2 separate regions of the Mus musculus genome follow, and region 1 is linked to region 2. The links are chromatin contacts, called in public Hi-C maps. All regions are on one chromosome and are shown on one strand. Each heading gives the region's core, a stretch centred on a gene start, on an enhancer-like site or on the middle of the called end of the contact. The rest is flanking DNA. Distances are from core to core; before and after follow the strand shown. Region 1 overlaps Morrbid (myeloid RNA regulator of BCL2L11 induced cell death). Region 2 has its middle 78 kb from the start of Gm14009.

Region 1 (6,307 bases), core at 1,839-4,338, 110 kb after region 2:
GTCTTAGCACCAGGAAGGCCGAGGACAAAACCGCTGCTCTAGAGAAAGAATACTTTCCACGCTGACTCAGTACCAGCTCTGAGAAGCAATGTGTCTGCATTTTGTCAAATATTATAATTTACTGTTAAAATAAAATCTGATTCTTCTCATGAAACCCTAAAGGTTTTTAAGTGCTCACTTTCCACTTCCCAGTCCAAAATCCTGGAAAAATTCTGGCTTCTATTCCAAGAGAGATGTTGAGAGCAACCCCTACCCCCCCCCCCCCCACACACACACAAGAGTAACCAGAGTGGGCATCTGTCCAGTGATCAAGGCTGAAGACAAAAGGGGGTTAGATCCTTTCTCAGCCACAGAGTTGGGGGTGGGGGAGATAGGATACCTGCTCTCCAGGCCCCCCCAAGACTGACCTGGCTTTAGTGCCAAAAGCCCTTCCCAGGAGATCCTCAGTCCCGAGCAAACCCAGATGATTGCCCACCTGGCTGAGGACCAAGATCTGCTGACTAGAGACCTTGGGTCATTGTCAAACCCCCAACTCTCAAGCAGTCTTTGGAGGACCTCGGATATAGTGGTTAATACCCTTTCTGATCCAGCCAGTTCTCCTGGGTTGTGTTATTGTTGGTATGCCCTCCCCGATCCCTGCCCAGACACACACACAGACATACAAAATACATATACAAACACATACAGACACACACACATAGAGACACACAAAAATACACATACATATATACACACACAGACACTCATAGACACACACACAGAGACATACACACACAGACAAACACACATACATATACAGACACACACATACAGAGACATACACAGACACACATACATACATACATCATACATACAAACACACAGAGATACATAGAGATACATATACATATATACAGGCACACACACATAGAGGAACACAGAAACACATACACACAATACAGACATACACACAGACATACACACAGAGACATGCACACATACAGAAACATATACAGAGACACAGATACAGACACACACATACATATACAGAAACACACACACTTACCCAGCTAGCTGCCCACACCCCATATCTTACTAGATTTCAACCATTCTGTGGAGGTATTACTGACGAATGCTTCCCATAGTCTCTGGCATTTGGGACTGTTTGGGGAGGCTCATGGAGGCTCATGGGGGTGTGATCTTACAGGGGAAATATGTCATTTGGGTAGTGGGCTTTGAGCTTTCTGAGCAATGCATCATTCCCAGTTTGCTCTACTTCCTGCTTGTGGGTTTTTTTTTAAAGATTACTTTATTAATTATATATAAGCACACTGTAGCTGTCTTTAGACACACCAGAAGAGGGCATCAGATCTCATTACAGATGGTTGTGAGCCACCATGTTGTTGCTGGGAATTGAACTCAGGACCTCTGGAAGAACAGTCAGTGCTCTTAACTGCTGAGCCATCTCTCCAGCCCCCTGCTTGTGGTTTAAGACACTAAGCTGTCTGAGCTGTCATGCCTGCTTGCTGCCGCACTTCCTCATCATAGCAGCAGGGGACTTTATCCCTCTGGACCTGTGATCCCAAGTAACCCCCTCCTTCTAATAATAGCCCAGGTCATGTTGTTTTGTCACAGCGATATAAATGTAACTAAAACACACTCTCACCTGGGCCCCACAGTGCTCACCTGCAACCTCAGCACACAGGTGGGAGCGGCAGGAGACTCACTCTCAAAACACCTGCAGCCTCTGGTCCCCGAGTACAACTTTGTTATCATCCAGAGCCTCATAAAACAGAGACATAAGGCCAGAGGAGGGGAGATGGGGGTGGGCAGAAGAGTCATTCTGTAATATAGAGAGAGGAAGGGTCCACAGACAAGGAGTGCTAATAGCCTAGAGAAACCAAAACAGAGGGAGGCGAAAGCTATCTGCTGGTACCAGACCCATGGCACCTTGACTCCTGCTAGTGAGAGTTATTTCAGCCTCCTGAACTGTACCAGCAAACATCGGTGCTACTGGAAGCTCCCAAGAGTTGAAGGCAGCATGGGAAAGACGGGTACTCTGCAGGAGAAGAGCAAAAGCTAGAGGAACCAAGCGGGTTCCTTAAGCCACAGGGAAATCCCAGGAGGTGTCCAGACTTCCTCCTGCTGGGAAACAGCCTCCAAATACTGGAGCCTGCAACCCCTCCCGAAAGTCCCCTGGGCCAGGCACCTCGGAGCCCGTGGCTCTGAGAGTCATTCAGCATCTCGCTTACTGTGCCCACTCTCGGCCTAAATCACCCAGCTGGCGGGAATTGATTATTCTATAAGGCGAAAAGGAGGACCCACCATGCGAGCTGCAGTGCATGTTGGGAACAGGGCCAGGCCAAAGGTCCGAATAAACAGGGCTGCCAGGTACCCACCTAGAGTTATATCCCAGGAAGAAGTCCAGACAGGCAGCACTCAGAGTAGGAACTGCTAAAGGCTCCCTGAGGGGCTTTGCTTTGAGGGCCATAGGCCATTAAGGCATTTAAATCACAGTGTGTGTGTGTGTGTGTGTGTGTGTGTGTGTGTGTATGTTCATGATGGTTAGGTGGAGGTGGCGGTAGAACTGGGCCAAGGGTCTTGGTTCATAGGTGTCCCAAGCAGGTATGTCTCAAAAGATGGTAGCTAGACATGAAATACTTCTTGCTGGCTCATTTCTTTCCAGCCTGGGTGACAGAGTGTGGTGTGGGAGAGGGGGAGGGGAGGTACATTTGGTCACAGCCCTTGTTTACCAAAATGTCTTCTCCTGAGCAAGAAAAAAGTCCCAGAATAACGCAGGGGTAGGGTTGGGGTAGGGTGTCCTTGACCTCCTTCAGCTCTCTTGGTTACAACCGTCAAAATTGTCCTTCAAGTTTAGTCCCCAAAGGCGTCAGAGCTTGACAAAGATGAATGGGGAACAGCTGTCCCTTGGCCATCAGAATCGCAGCTCTCTCCTCCCTGTGTGGACTATGGGACATGGAGAGTGTGTTCCTCAGTCTCTGAGGCCAGACAGGCCAGACTCTGGTCACCAAAGTTTAGACTCAGCCACTATTCGGAAAGCGGTGGCCCAGGCTTTCCCTGACACAGTTGAGCAACTTGAGGCCTTGGGAATTTGGGTGTGCCTCATATGAGGAACTAAGCCAGGCTCTCACTTCCCAGTGGGGGCTCAGCTCTACTCCCAGAGTCCCTGTTCCCAGGCCCAGGATACAGGCAAATGGAGCTCCAACCAGGAGCCAGGAGCCCCCTTTCAGGAATTAGGGGACCACTTGCCTTCCTACCTGACTCATCCTTCCCACCTCAAGGGCATGGAGATGATGACAAAAGCCATGTCCATCTCTAGTCACTGTTGGTGACACCCTCCTCCTCTGCTGTCCTCTGCACAGTGCAATCCCAGGCTCTCATTGCCCACACCTTTGAATGTCCCTGGGCTCTGGAAAGCTAAGAGTCCAGTGGAGCTAGTGACTTCACTATGTCCTGCTCAGGGCAGCTGGCGCTAAAGGAACAGGTGTGTCCCATAGAGAGCTGGGCCTTGCCTCAGTTGTCCCAGTGTGGACTCAGAGCACCTCCATGTCCAGCTAAGGCCTAGCCCATGCTGTGTCCTAGATACCTGTGGTTAGGAGGGACAACTCAGGTGCTCACCACAGGTTCTAATCCCAGCACCAGGACTTTCCTTTGCCCTGGGGGATTGTTTAAATTGAGTGCCTCAGTTTTCCCCACCCCTACATGGTGATGAGTTTGGGGTGTTTTTGAAAGCTGCATGTGAGGGTTGAATAACACTGGAGAGGCAAGGGCCACATCTGGCATGAAGGGCAGGCAGGGTGTGAATGAAACTGAGTGTGGTTCTCAGACTCTCAAACAGAGGGCCAGATTGATTACCACAAAGTAAGTCAAGGTCCCTTTTAAATACCTGGCCAGGCTCCCCTCTGAGCAGCATTGGCTCTGAGGCATGAACAGATGGCAGAAGCCTTTCCTGGCAGCTCAGTGTGGAGGCCTCTTCTCTGGGGGCTGGCCTTTTCTAGGTCCTACTTCTCTTCTTCCTTACATCTCCTCCGGGCAAAAGCTAATCCTGTCATCCATTTACCAAAGGGGAAACTAGGGCTCAGAGAGGTTGCAAAAATTGTCTTGGTGGTAGAGTGACTCAGGGCTGTACTGTGAACTGTCCCCTGTCTGTTATGGGGTCTGCTCACTGTGGTGGCCTTTGCTGCCTGGGCCAGGGAGAGGCAGGACCAGGAACTAAGGCCAGGACGTAAGACACCGGGACCACGTTCTCACATCACTGTGATCTGTAGGTAGACAGCACAGGGCCCCACTCAGATGGGTACTCTTCCCGGGACCAGGACCGAGGAACAAGGAAGATAGCATAGCAGACGTATGAGCCTGGGGTTCATAGTGATTCGTCCAAAGGACCTTGTGCCAATATGCTCAGGCCTCATGCATCTGTCCCTCTGGGGAGATGTGGATGGTCTTCCCTAGATTCACCATAGTTAGCAACACACACACACACACACACACACACACACACACACACTGGCAGCAGTAGGGATGCACTCAGTTGCCTGGTGTCTGGTTTCTTAAGCTAGGCCAGGGAACTTTTATGTAGAATGTTAATTGGGCTCTGCCTGGCCCAGGATACCTGGCTGTGACAACAATGTCCCCATACTTCTACTGCCTACCTGCAAGGACCCTGCCTCCACGTTCACTTCTGGTAGGTTGGACTGACCCTATATCTAAAACGCTAGCGTCCTAATATTACTTTTAATGGTGTCTTGAGTTGAAAATGATGGAGTCTCAAACTACTGTCCATTGCTCCAAATTCCTAGGCTGCCCAGAGTTTTTGTCTTGTTTGTAATAACATTTTATTAGAACACAATGGCTCTCCTCTGTGCATCACCTCTGGCTGTTGCTATGCTACACTGGCAGAGAAGCTCTAAGACACTGAAGGGCCTGCACATCTAAGATAATTTCCAGCTAGCCATTTTGAACAAAAGTTTGCTGAAAAATCAAAACTCAGTTGGAAGTTTGATTCTGTGAAAGCCTTAACAGCGTGGGGAAGTTATATTCTAGATCTCTACATTTTGGATCAATCCAGGTTCTCTTGAGGGAATGAATCTAATGCTGAAGCAAGTGTGGACGAGGGTGCGTGTGTGTAGACGTGTACGTGTGAGGATTAGTAGTGGGCAGTGGATGCAATTACCGAGGTGAGTCTATGGATTACTGAGGGTGAAGTTGAAGCCAGAGCAGAGCTCAGACTCAAACTGGATCCCCGGACAAGTGTATTAGCCAGGGCTCTTCAAAGTAGAGAATATATATAGGATTTCTTAGACTGCTTACAGGATATAGCCCAGCTAATCCAGCAATGGCCTTTTCACACTGTCTCATAGCTCCCATGTAGTGTCCTGGAGGACCCCTGGAGAGACACTGGCTTCAGTCTATATTAGAATCCCAAAGAAGTTAGTTCTAATGTTGGTGATGAAATGTAGCAATAGGATAGATGGTCTTGCCAGAAGGAGTGAGGCTAAGTAGGCAAAACGCAAAGTTTCCTTCTTCCACATCCTTTTACGTGGTCTGTCACCAGAAGTCCAGCACTGGGGTAAATATTCCTGCCTCAAAAAATTGATAAGAAAAATCCTCCACAAGAGTTGCCCAAGGCTTGGGTTTTAGCTGATTCTAGATGCAGTCAAGATGACAACAGAGACTAGCCACATAGCACACCATGTCCTCCCATAAGCCTCTGCTCACTCACGGGGGAAGCATGGAGCTAATGCCACCAACCACCCAGGGCTGCTGTTGTCAGCAAATGATGTCAGATATGCAGAACTCATTATGTGGAGCCTTTCCAGAGCTCCCCAAAACTATTCACAGGAGCACCATGACAGTTCTTAGGAGGGTGTCTAGCACGTGTTAAATACTCAGTCGGCTCTCCCCCATGCCAAAATTATTCAAGACACTCATCAGTGTATTTGGAGTACAGATATTTTAATAAGACGATCTCCTTTTTTTTCCTGGGTGTAAATTTGGATCATCTTGAGGATGTGATCTTTGGCCATAGCTTCAACTATGCAGTAGTCCGGGAAGCAGATGGTCCTGTCTGTATCCCACAGACTTTCAGTGACTCCCTAGGCAAGGTGTACAAGACTCCTGCTGGAGCTAGCAGTGAGACATTTTAGATTCCCCAGGGCAAACTGGAGAAGTCCTGCTCCCTGTCAGCAGCGAGCTCTGGTAGAGACAAAGGAGTTTATCTGCCACAGCCTATAGATTTTATTGTAGCCCGTTGCCTTGTATATTTGGGGGCTGGGGAATGGGGTTCCTTAAATGGTTACTGAGCCAC
Region 2 (6,120 bases), core at 3,067-5,566:
AGGCAAGACGTAAATAGGACCAGTTTTTGTATTCTCAAAAGAAAATGAGTAACCATTAATCCTAAGTCTATGGGTCCTATGCACAAGGGACATTCAGGATGACGTAGAGAACATGAAGAGGCCTCTGTAAAAGAACGCTAAAGGCTGAGTGACCAATGAGGAGCCAGGAGTACCAAGCAGATATTTCAAACATCAGGCTAAGAGAGAATATATGTGAGAGCACTTTGTAACTCTTCTGACCTGGCGACAGATGGGAATGGCTACTTCTATATCCTGGCTACCACAGTAACAGAAGAGACTATGTATTGTAGTCCTGAGGCAGTGACCCCCAGTGAAACGTATTTTTAAAAAAAAAATACATAGTGGGGGTCTCTTGTTACATTCTTCCACCCCGACTATAAAACTGTAAGATATAATGAGAATATTCTCCCCTCTGGATACTCTGGCTCCAGGCCGGACTCTTCTCCGATCTGTGTTCTCTTGGTGGCCCTGGTGGAGGGATGAGGAATCTGCCCTTCCAAGCCTGGCTCAGCAGGCTGGATCTTGGGTGAGGACTGAACAGCCAGGCCAGACAGCAGGCCGCCTAGCTGCCCCGACTCTCTGCTGGCAGACCTGGCCTTGGCCTGCTGTCTGCTTTCCAGCTCTGATTCTTCTGCTCGCTGGCCACTGGCCACAGTGTTGCTCTGCACTCCGTTATCTGGAACTGTCAGATCCTTTGGCTCAGCCTGTGCCATCCCATGGGGCTGTGTTTGCAGGCTCGGCCCCTCATGGCTCGGGAAGCGCGCCAGAGCAGAAGGGTTCAATACCCACAATACTCTTTGTGTGGGGCATGAGGGGCCATTGGAGGCTCTGTTGGCACTGACAAATAGTACTCACTCTGTGGGAAGCCTTGAGTACTCAGAATCCATTAGTAAGCAGAAAATTGAGCTTACAAGCCAGTGTGCCAATAACTTCATAATATATAGACTCATTATTCATATGTATATTATCTGTATACAGCCAGCCCCCAGTAACCAAGGATCCTACAACCCCAGACTAAACGAATCACGAACAAAAAATATTTGTTGTAACTGCATTTGTATTTAACAACGACAGATATTTTTCCTAAATGATACAACTACTAACACAACATCTAAGTTAACTGAGGACTGTTTAAATTTTATAGGATGGTATATGCAGGTCCATTGCAAATACTGAATCAGTTTATATGAGGGGCTTGAGCACTTATAAGATTTGGGCATCTGAGAGGTTAGACGCTCCAGGAAGCAGTCCCCTATAGATGCCAAGGGCAACCTCACAAACACATATGCACATATATGATACTATGTATAACTGCATATACATATGCATGATCTTCTTCATGGATGCGTATACATGTATAAATGGATGGATGACTGAAATATACACAACTCAGGCATAAGCAATGGTGTAGATATAGACACACTGGAGAGTTACTGGGCAGCACACCACTATGAGTTGCAATAGTTAGATTTTAGCTGGATTTAATTTTCTCCTTTTATTTTGCTCTAGTTTTTAATTTTCTGGAAATAATACACATGATGCAATCATAATAAAGGAAGTGGGGCTGAGGCTATGGCTTCATTAGTCGTGTTTCTGCTCAGCATGCACAGAGCCTATGCTTTGCTCCCTAGCACGGCATAAACTGGGCTTTGCTATGTATGTCTGTCATCCCCACCCTTGGGAGGTGCGAATAGGAGGGGCCCACCATGAAAAGAGCAGGCAGAGCCTGACGTCTGCTTTTGTAGATATTTTTTTCTGCTTGTATTTATTTGTATATGTGCACATATATACAAATGCACGTGGAAGACAGTCCAGCCTCGGGAGTTACATCTCAAGAACCAAGCCTCTGGGTTTGCTTGTTTGTTTGTTTTTTTAAAAATCTTGAGAGAGATCATTTAGTTGGCATGGGCCTTGCTGATTCTGATAGACAGACTGGCCAGCAAGTGAAGTTCCAGGAATTCTCCTGTCTCCACCTTCTTGGTGCTGGGATTATGAGCGAAGAAAGGCAGCACACTGGGATTTCCTTACATGGGACCTGGGGCCTGAGCCTTTTACTAATTGAGCTTGTCTCTGGCTCCCTTCACCATGTATTTAACTCATGTTTTATCTACACACTAGAACCCTGGGAGGCTCCTCTGACCTGAGAATCTGCAAAATATGGGAGACATCCATCCTCCTGCCCCACTCGGGTCTGCACAACTCCTCTACAGTGACCTCTGCCTGTTCAGATGGAGAAGGAGCCTTTCTTTCTGCTCCTTTCCCCTTCCTCCATCTCCCATCTCCTTTTCCTCTCTGTCCCTCCCGTCTTCCTTTCTTTCTGTCAGTCTCTGATATTCAGGGCCTTCCTGGGCAGTGCTAGTCTATACCAAATACTGTACTCCCAAGAGGTAAGCAGGCAAGAACCTGCCACACTACTGGGTATATGAATGTCCTGAGCCTAGCTGTGTCCACCAGTCCATCCCAGTCTGGCTCTGCAGTAGCTCAGTATGCAGGCCTGGGTTGCTCCTAGAGTGCTGTCTTCTCTGCCTGGAATGGCAGAAGAGCCGGTCTCCATCTTCTGCTGAGTCCGAGGCACCAGCTAGGAGTCCCATCTGTGGGTCCCTTCACTGGGACCCTCAGCCAGGACACAGTGACTAGGCTGTGCTCTTGTCCCATAGGAAACACAGGAGGCACTGAAGGGTAAGCAACAGTCCATTCCTCTAGTCCTGGCTCGTCCTACCTAGACCCTAGCAGAGCAGGGTGTAGAACAGGTCTGTCTTGCTGAAATGACACAGAATCCTCTGCTTGGAGCCACACTGGTAGGTACGGAGGCTTTGGAGTTTCCCAATGAGGCACCCTGCATATCTCAGCTCAGGTACCAGGAGGCAAAGCTGTCAGCACATGAGAACAGAGGACAGTAGAATCCCACATCTGTGCTCTCTCTGAACCTCCCGTTAGGGCGGGAAAGAGTGGCAGCAACTGTCTCAAGGGATGAGATTAATGAACAAATGTGTGAAGTGCTCCGAGTAGACAAGGACAACAGCTGTTAATTGGAGTAGCGCTAACTGCAGTGGCCTGGGGCCAATCCCTTCACCTCTGGAAGCCTCTATTTCCTCATCTGCAAGAGAAGAAAATAAAAATAGGCTCTCTACAGGATTAAGTGGGTGGAGAGGAAAATCCTTGTATTCTGTAAGCAATTGTATCTAGAGTTGTAACCAATGGAATTTCCTGTCTAAAGTAGCTCCAGTTAGGTAGTTACTATCTTTCAAAGCTGAATACATTAGCCATCAGCATCCATCCACTTAAATGCACACATGCACACATACACATGCACACAATACAAATGCACACACACACGTACACACATACACACACATGCACGCACACACATACATACACACACATGCACACACATGTACACACACATGCACACACACATGCACACACATACACATGCACACATACACACACACATACATACACACACACATGCACAGACATATGCACACACACACCCCTGTAAATGGAAACATCTGAACCATCATGTTTCAGCATCCACTTTTCCTCAGCTCTCCTGGATTGGTCTTCATGAGCTAGGAAGTCCATTGTGGCCAGTAGAGAATATAGAGTAAGGCATTTGGGACCAGACTGTGGGCACAGCCTGCAAGGTGCTTTTGTGTGAATAGAGAAGAGAACCCTTTCCCTGTGTCACACCTTGGAAAATGGGATTGCGTTAATGTTGATTGTCAACTTGACAAGATTTACAATCACTGAGAAGACACACCTCTGTGTCTGAGAATCACCTAGGAGACACACCTCTGGATGTGCCAGAGAGTAGAACCCGTGATCAGAGAAGTTTAACTGGGGAAGAAGACCACTTTCAAAGTGGACAGCTCTCTTCCATGAACTGGGGTCCTAGAGTGAACAAAAAGTAGTAAGAGAAGAAACCAAAACCAGCAGAGCCCTAGCATCCACTCTTCCCAGTTCCCACTGCAGATACAATGTGTCCAGTGTCTTCACACTCCTGTCACCATGCATTCCTTACCATGACGGACTGTACCCCCCAGACCATAAGCTAAAATAAACTCTTCCCACTGTAAATCGCTTTTTGCCATAGCAACTAGAAAAGTAATCAATACTGGTAGAAACTAGATCTCAACTCTTGCTTACCCTTTCCTGCACAACACGACCCTGTTCATAAGGCCTGAATATAGGCTGCGATCTTGCATGCCTTCTGGGCAGCCTGAGGTATCAGTGGGGTGAGCCAAGTTGCTCAAGTGTGAGGCAGAAGGAAGGGTGGGGACTACAGTTGATGGTGCAACAGCCAGGCTTGGAGTCTGAGGAGAAGCTGTGACCAGCTTGGAAGCAATACCAGATGCTGGTGACTTTATAGTCAACTGGAGAAATCTACAGAGCTGACTTACGTGGGTCTCTCAGGTCTCTGACCATGGGTTCACCTCTCATGACTATTCCCAACCTCAACCAGCTAGCCCCTTCCCGGCCCCTTTACTGTGCCTCCTGCTTCTTCCAGATGCTACCAACTTCATCCAACAGCTAACCCTTCAGAACTTTGCATGAAGAGTTGAGGACTAACTCAGATGATAGAGCTTGCCTAATATGTGTGAGGCCTTAGATCCCACCCCCAGCCCTGCAAAAACAATTAAAAAAAAAAAAGGAAACAAACTTGGAGTATCACTTCCTCTTTTGAATTCCCACAAATATCCCGGCTGCTGTTTCCCAGAATCCCTGCTATCATGAGGAAGAGTTAACCCCAGGAATTTCTGGCACGGGGTGGTTGTTACCACCTCAGGCACACTTCCTTTTCCATCTGGTTAGTTTAATTGTCATTTGACACAATCTAGAATCACCTGAGAAGAGAGCCTCAGTGGGGTATTACCCACATCAGGTTGGTCTTTTGGACATATCTGAGGAGGATTGTCTTGAGTTAATTGATATTGGAAGAACTAACCCACTGTGGGCAGCACCATTCCTTAGGCATGGGGTCCTAAACTGTATGAGTGGAGAAACTGACCTAAGCTTGGCCATCGTACATACTGTATGCTCTTGGCTATGGAAGTACTATGACTAGCCATTGGAGGTTCCTGCCTTTGACATCCCCACAATGGTGGACCTAACCTGGAGTTGTGAATTTAGACGAGCCCCTTTCTCCTCTAAGTTGCTTTTGTCAGGGTATTTTAGCACAGCAGCAGAAATGGTGTCACCAACAAATTCACACCTTCCTAGTCCTTTGTGGCATTGTTTAGCCTGTACATCTCCAGTGGCCACCATAATTTTAATTATCAGTTTGTGGCTTCCCAGTGTTTTTCTTCCTTTCTATCTTTGAAGTACTCAGACTCAGAGAGAGAGAGAGAGAGAGAGAGAGAGAGAGAGAGAGAGAGAGAGAGAGAAGCCTTGTCAGTTTCTGTCACTTTTGGGCACAGAAGTCCCCATTTCAAGAAAAGGTTTTACCAAAAGCAACTTGGCTCTTGTCCAAGACAACACCCTACAAGACTTAACACCAGTCCTCAGCACTGAAACCGAGGAGGGCGGACAAAGCCAGTCTCGTAGAGGTGCCTGGCTGAGTGCTCCCACTGGGAGGATTTCCACGCATGCTCTGACACCTGTCTTTCCGGGTTTTGCCCCTCACTTCTTCACTCTTGTTTTCTTTGTCCCATGGTCAGCTGGAGATCTATGACTTTGTCACTCAGTTCCTGATGGGTCTGTACAGGGCAGGACTGTTATAGCTATTCTGTAGACACTTCACATTCTGGCATGTTAAAGGGTGTTACTAAATTATATACTTAAAAAAAAAAGTTCTTTGATGTGATAAGTTTCAAATGCATTAAACCAAAGTTCTCCGGGGTTCTCTGCTACAGGACTTCTTAGAGCCTTGACTGTGCTGTGGCTTTCTAAGAAAGGGGCGGGCCACACACACTTGTCAGCTCCTGGCAGATGTGGTATGCTGCATCAGCCTTTAGGTGCTGAGGGGTGCACCCTGGGAGATGCACCAACGGATGCTGCACAGTGTGCTATTGCCCCTTGGTGCTGGGCCTTTCCCACTCTCCCCTCCAGCCTGGTTGCCTTCCCTGGAATTGTGTTCCCATCTTGGCTTGCTTGATA

Evidence for each region. Hi-C and Micro-C count contacts between places; a contact is called where the count stands out from the background.
Region 1: a Hi-C map of bone marrow-derived macrophages shows a contact between it and region 2, with 40 read pairs. The contact joins two enhancer-like sites. A contact is called at or near these places in 1 of 15 datasets of contacts at CTCF or cohesin (CD8 T cells), 3 of 484 Hi-C or Micro-C datasets (the G1E-ER4 cell line, bone marrow-derived macrophages and cerebellum) and 3 of 115 datasets of contacts at active chromatin or transcription factors (CD8 T cells, embryonic stem cells and trophoblast stem cells).

What each region holds. Positions count from the first base shown.
Region 1 is chr2:128,357,718-128,364,024 of GRCm38.p6, forward strand. The region is part of intron 1 of Morrbid (myeloid RNA regulator of BCL2L11 induced cell death); the gene reads right to left. Among named protein-coding and RNA genes, the nearest start is that of Gm14010, 62 kb to the right of the region's middle. Within about 2 kb of position 3,089, at least 24 of the 459 cell types and tissues checked have an H3K27ac peak or open chromatin away from gene starts, as enhancers often do. A contact at or near this core is called in bone marrow-derived macrophages, where this site is marked.
Region 2 is chr2:128,245,100-128,251,219 of GRCm38.p6, forward strand. No RefSeq gene overlaps it. Among named protein-coding and RNA genes, the nearest start is that of Gm14009, 78 kb to the left of the region's middle. Within about 2 kb of position 4,317, at least 26 of the 459 cell types and tissues checked have an H3K27ac peak or open chromatin away from gene starts, as enhancers often do. A contact at or near this core is called in bone marrow-derived macrophages, where this site is marked.